Regions from separate parts of the Mus musculus genome. Here region 1 is linked to region 2. The links are chromatin contacts, called in public HiChIP or PLAC-seq maps. All regions are on one chromosome and are shown on one strand. The core of a region is the stretch at or near the end of the contact, and the rest is flanking DNA. Distances in the headings are between cores, read along the strand shown. Region 1 overlaps Gpt2 (glutamic pyruvate transaminase (alanine aminotransferase) 2). Region 2 holds the start of Best2 (bestrophin 2).

Region 1 (2,815 bases), core at 183-2,682, 510 kb after region 2:
TGGTGTCTGCGAGTTTGCGTCCTGTCTGATTTACCTAATAAGACCTAGTCACGCTGGGCAGTGGTGGCTCACGCCTTTAATCCTAGCACTTGGGAGGCAGAGGTAGGTGGATTTCTGAGTTCAAGGACAGTCTGGTCTACAGAGTGAGTTCCAGGACAGCCAGGGCTACACAGAGAAACCTTGTCTTGAAAAACAAAAACAAAAACAAAAAAGACCTAATCACAACAAAACTGAAAACAACAGAAGCAATAAATGGTTGGGTGGATGTCACTGTTGAGTGGATCTGTGTATATGTGCATATATTTTTAGTATCTTATATATTTTAAATATGCACAAGTATAAATATATGTGTTCCTGAACAGTACATTTACCTAAGTATCACAAACTTGGTTAACCAACAGCTTCTGCTTCTTTTTTTTTTTTTTTGGATATTTTCTTTATTTACATTTTAAATGTTATCCCCTTTCCCAGCCCGGAAACTCCCTATCCCCACTCTGCCTGCTTCTATGAGGGTGCTCCCCCACCCACCCACTCCCGCCTCCCTGAGCTAGCATTCCCCTACACTGGGGCATCAAGCTTTCACAGGACCAAGGGTCTTTCCTCCCATCGATGCCCAAAAAGGCCATCCTCTGCTACATATGTGGCTGGAGCCATGGGTCACTCCATCTGTCCTCTTTGGTTGGTGGTTTAGTCTCTAGGAGCTCTGGGGAGGGGGCGGGGATGTTGGTTGGTTGGTATTGTTGTTCTTCCTATGGGGTTGCAAACCCCTTCAGCTCCCCCAGTCCTTTAACTCCTCTACTGGGGTCCCAGCTTCTGCTTCTTAGGGTTTGACCCTAAAGACAGGGAGTTGCTTAGTTGGAGAAACTTTGGAGGTCTTTTGTTTCTGTTTTTGTTTTGAGAGCCTTGCTCTCTGGCTGCCTAGTATGCTAGTACATCTGTACCCCAGGCTGACTTTAAACTACTGTGTAGTCTAAGGCTGACCTTGAACTCCTGAGGCTCTTGCCTTTACAGTCTACACTGGGATTGTGCCACCATTCCTGGCTCTAACAAGTTGTTAAAACTAATGTGGACTTTTGCTTTCTGCTGGCAGTAAAGTAAGAAGAGATTAAGGCCGGAGAGGTGGGGACAGGAGCTGGAGAAGCGATGGGTTGGGTTGTGCTATACGACATTGTATTGATCTTACCCAGGTTTCCCAGTTCACATTTGTCTTGGAATATGGCTTTCAAATTTAAAATTGTTTTTAAAATATGCTTTCTATATCTTTATTAAAATTTAGAAAGTATGCAAAGAAAAATAACTAGGACTCTAACTAGGAATCATTAGGAACCCACTCAACACAGTTTAAGCAAAGAAACTGACTATCCTGTGTAAGCTGTAGGGAAACTGGCTCTGTTTCTAATGTTTACTCTGGCAGAGGTTGCCTTGCCCCATTGCACATAGAAAATCTCATGGTCCCACGTGTCCTTTCCTGAGTCAGATATTTTGGCTTGTGAGAAGAGGGTGCTTTGCACAGGAAGGGGAGCCGTGTACAGAGGAGGTGGGAATGGCTGTTAGGATCGCCAGCCTTGCTGAGTAACATTGAGTCAGAAGAAACAACCCATGAAAAAGGGATGGTGCTACACTAACAGAGGCCACTTTAGTGTGGGTGTGGAGGATGTGTGTTCAAGAAGTGTATGTGTAGCTGGGCATGGTGGCTCAGGCCTTTAATCCCAGTACTCGGGAGGCAGAGGCAGGTGGATTTCTGAGTTTGAGGCCAGCCTGGTTTACAGAGTGAGTTCCAAGACAGCCAGAGCTACACAGAGAAACCCTGTCTCGAAAAAACAAAAACAAACAAACAAAAACCAAAACAAACAAAAAGAAGTGTATGTGTGTGCACACGAGTACAGGAGCTCACAGAGGCCAGAGGCATTGCATCCCCTGGTGCTGGAGTTGTGTAGTGAGCTGCTTGTGGGAGTCACAGCTAGTTGGTAGCTAAGTGGACAGAGAAATGTTTTGTAGCTTCCCTCACAGGAGCCCACATAGGAACACACACCAACTCTCTAGGGAGTAAATTATATTTTATTGTACAGTTGAGTGTGTTAAATACAGATCAGAAACTACAGATATTATTCTAGATGGGAGGGGAGGGGGTAATGTTGAGATGGTCTCACTGTGTAGTCCTGGTTGGCTTTGAACTCCTGCCTGCTCGCCAGTCCTCCTCTCTTCAGTGACTTGTGCTCCCCACCATGGCATGCTTTGTCAGCAGAGGCCTGGAGTGAGACAACAAGCCTTTAAATTCAACCAGATTCAGGCTCTTATGACACAGGCGGACTATTTCCCAGAATATCCCATGAATGGTCCCACTGGCTCTTCACTGGGAACCTTGTGAACCAGGCCTCTGCTGTCCCCATTGCTCTCAGAATTATTCTCCAGGTTCCCACGGGCATGACCCACTAAACTATGCCTGTAGTACTCAAAGGCTTTTCTAGCCCAAAGTTTCAAAACTCTTCCATGTTCCTCCAACAAACCAGTTCCAAACAGGTAAGAACTATATGGTTGGGTTTATCATGGCAACAGCCCCACTTCATGACAGTCTTTTTTTTTTTTTTTTTTTTTAGTATTCTTTTTTCCTGTTTGCCATGATAAAACACCTTGAGAAAGGAAGAAAGAGTTTATTTGGGCTCACAGTTTGAGGGCACACAGTCCAAGGTAGCAGGGAGTCGTGGCAGCAAGGCCTTGAGGGAACTGTCCACCCTGATGAGTGCTTGTATTGAGCCCACTTTCTCCTTTTTATTCATTATGGGACCTCAGACCACAGAATGTTATGTCCCACATT
Region 2 (2,974 bases), core at 344-2,843:
CTCCCAAGGGGCACCTTAGAGGACATCATAAAAAATGTCTCAGGATGTAGGGTCATATGGTCATCTTTCAGGTGTGGATTTGGAAGTGGGAAGCTCTGGAGGTTAGATTCCCCACCCCCCACCACGAGACAGGGTTTCTCTGTGTAACCCTGGCTGTCCTGGAACTCACTCTGTAGACCAGGCTGGCCTCGAACTCAGAAATCCTCCTGCCTCTGCCTCCCAAGTGCTGGGATTAAAGGCGTGCGCCACCACACCCAGCTTTGGAGGTTAGATTTGAGTCTTAGAGGGGTAGGAATGGGGGTCTCCAAGAAGCATGGATGGAAAACAGATTTCTCCCTTACGTAGGAATAAGATTCTCAGGGGGCCCAACCTCACCAAGTACGAAAGAGACGGGGATGAGGCTGGCGTACTGGTCGCAGTATATGACAAGCTTCTCGAAGTAGCGCTTCTGCTCTTCTGCCAGTAAGAAGCTGTGGGGTAGGGAATGCAGTAGCTACAGGTCTCCCCTCCACTCCCAGTCCCTTCCGCAGGGCTCAGATCCCCAGCCCCAACTCCAGGTCTTCTCACCGATAGGCGGCGCTTAGTGCCATGTAGAGTCCCAGGAAACATAACAGCTCTCGCCACAGGAGCTTGTAGATGCTTCCGCGCCACAGCAGCAGCAGCTGCGAGAAGCCACCGAAGCGGGCATTCGCCACTCTGGCTGTGTAGGTGACGGTCATCGCTGCGCCTGGCCAGTGTGGCCAATGGAGAAGGTTTTAGCCTGGGTCCGGGCCTGTGAGCCAAGGGAAGATGCTGGGAGGGGCTGATCCTGGGGCTTTCAGTTGAAGGTGGAGGTGCGGGCGACAGCGCAGCAGGTGATGATATCCAATGTCTCAGCACCCTAGCACCTCGTTGCCCTAGGGCGGTCCTCACTCCCGTCCTGGTACCACCCTACCCCAACCCCCAAACGCCCCCCCCCTTTTCCCGGGTCCTGGCCCTTTCTCGAGTTCCCATCTCCCAGTCTTGCTCTGCCTTCCTTCTCTAGACTGATGGTCCAAGCCCCTTGGACTTTATCTTAGGTCCCTCACTCCTAAACCTTTGGATGAATCTAGTCACTTTTTGACCTTCCTCCCACACACCCTCCTATCCCTTTCACCTGTACAACACTCAATCTTTTTGACTTCCTGAGTCTTCAGTTTCTAATCCTCAGGGTTCAATATCCCCCCTCTTGTTGCCCACTCTCCCAAGTTTGGCTTTCTCTCTGTCCTCTCTTGAGACTACAGTCTGCCCCGGCAGAACTACTATCCCCCTCATATTCAGAACTGCTCTGAATGGCGTCTCTAAAGCTCCGGCTCCCCAGTCTGTCCAGCAGCCTCCCTTCCTCTGACAAGGAACCAGCTTACCCCAATGCCCATTTAATCCCCCAGCTCCGACACCTCCAGGCCTTCTTCAGATTCTCCTTTACCTTTCTTCCTTTTGTGCTGCCCCTCCTAGCCTTCCACTCTGCCCCTCTCTCTCCAGGAGTCCTGCCCAAAGCCTGCCAGTCCAGGGCCATTTATTCTCCCAGACCTGGCCCTTCTCACCTGTGGCCGTACAGGGACACAAGGGACAGAGACTAAAAGGGAGGGTGTCTTCAGTATTGGGTGGGGCTGAAGCCAGACTGTTTGGGAAGGAGCTGGGGAGTGGGCGTGGGCAGCCCCTCCCAAGTCCATCCCCTTTAGTTGAGTTACAGCCTCAGAACTTTGTTTGGAGAAGGTCTGCCAGTTTGTCTCCTGGGCAGGGGGGTGGGGTTGGGTGGGGTAGTGGTAGTGTGTGTGTGTGTGTGTGTGTGTGTGTGTGTGTGTGTGTGTGTGTGTGTGTGGTCTGCCTTGTACTTTTTTGCTCCTCTTTGTATCCCTCCCTCCTAGGGAGAAGGTCCAAGGTATCTGGAACCTAGAGCTGAAAAAGCGGGAAGGAGAAGGTCTCTCTCTCTCTCTCACACACACACACACACACACACACCCCACATCCACAGCCCAGCAAGACTGGGTCACCCTTCAGTTTCCTGTGGTCTCAAGCTGTCACAAAGATGCACATCACATTGTAGACCCAGACACACATTTTGCTTCCCTTACCACAGTGGCAATCTACACTGTCACAGAGACTTTCAAGGTCAGCCAGGAATGCTGGCAGCTAAAGGCAGGAGGACTGTCATGAGTTCCATGCTACCCTGGGTTACAGAATGAGACGGAGTCCCACAAACCCAACAGATGGAGAGGTGGCTCAGTGGTTGAGTGTATATTGCTTCTGTAGAATTTGTCCCCCACACCCAGTCTGGTAGCTCACAACCACCTTTACCTCCAGCTGCAGGGGACCCAAGGGCACCTGTACCCAAGTGCACATATCCCAACCCAGGCAGAGACACATATAGACAGAAATGAAAAAGTACATGTGGTGACTAAGAACTCAAACTGCCTGTACTTTCAGAATTTGGTACCTATACCCCTACTGTTGCTTACAAGTGTCTAAAACCCCAGTTCTAGACTTTTTTTTTTTTTTTTTTTTGAGACAGGGTTTCTCTGTGTAGTAGTCCTGGCTATCCAGGAACTCACTCTGTAGACCAGGCTGGTCATGAACTCAGAGATCTACCTGTCTTTGCCTCTCAAGTGCATCAACACCACCCAGCTTGAAATAAATATTTTTTAAAAAACCCAATAGAGAAAAGAAGTCAAAGACACCTCCAAACTCACACGAGAAATAAATGTGGGAGCACCTCTCTCAAAATAGTGGGATAGTCCTAGGGTCAGAGGAGGAACTTGGGGGTTCCTGACATTTGCTAACGTAGTGAAGGCATATTTGCAAGGACTATAGGTGTAGCTTAACAGCAAAAGACTTGTCAAGCATTTGTAAAGCCCTAGACAACATCCCTAGCATCAACAGGGATCCTTACTACAGTTTCATCAACTAAAACCCCAGTGACACCCACCCATTTGTACATTAATATATGGAGGCAGGC

The links. HiChIP or PLAC-seq counts read pairs in DNA pulled down with a chosen protein or histone mark.
Region 1: a contact with region 2 is called in a FOXA1 HiChIP or PLAC-seq map of pancreatic cancer cells. The contact joins the enhancer-like site here to the promoter of Best2 in region 2. A contact is called at or near these places in 2 of 39 promoter capture datasets (HPC-7-derived erythroid cells and pre-B cells), 2 of 115 datasets of contacts at active chromatin or transcription factors (bone marrow-derived macrophages and pancreatic cancer cells) and 1 of 9 other capture datasets (embryonic stem cells).

Annotation. Positions count from the first base shown.
Region 1 is chr8:85,527,654-85,530,468 of GRCm38.p6, forward strand. It overlaps Gpt2 (glutamic pyruvate transaminase (alanine aminotransferase) 2), which reads left to right. Exons shown (of 12, transcript NM_173866.4): 12 at 1-1,249. Among named protein-coding and RNA genes, the nearest start is that of Dnaja2, 26 kb to the right of the region's middle. Within about 2 kb of position 1,433, at least 41 of the 459 cell types and tissues checked have an H3K27ac peak or open chromatin away from gene starts, as enhancers often do. A contact at or near this core is called in pancreatic cancer cells, where this site is marked.
Region 2 is chr8:85,012,815-85,015,788 of GRCm38.p6, forward strand. It overlaps Best2 (bestrophin 2), which reads right to left and starts at 1,594. Exons shown (of 10, transcript NM_001130194.1): 1 at 1,563-1,594; 2 at 568-772; 3 at 376-470. The coding sequence starts at 719.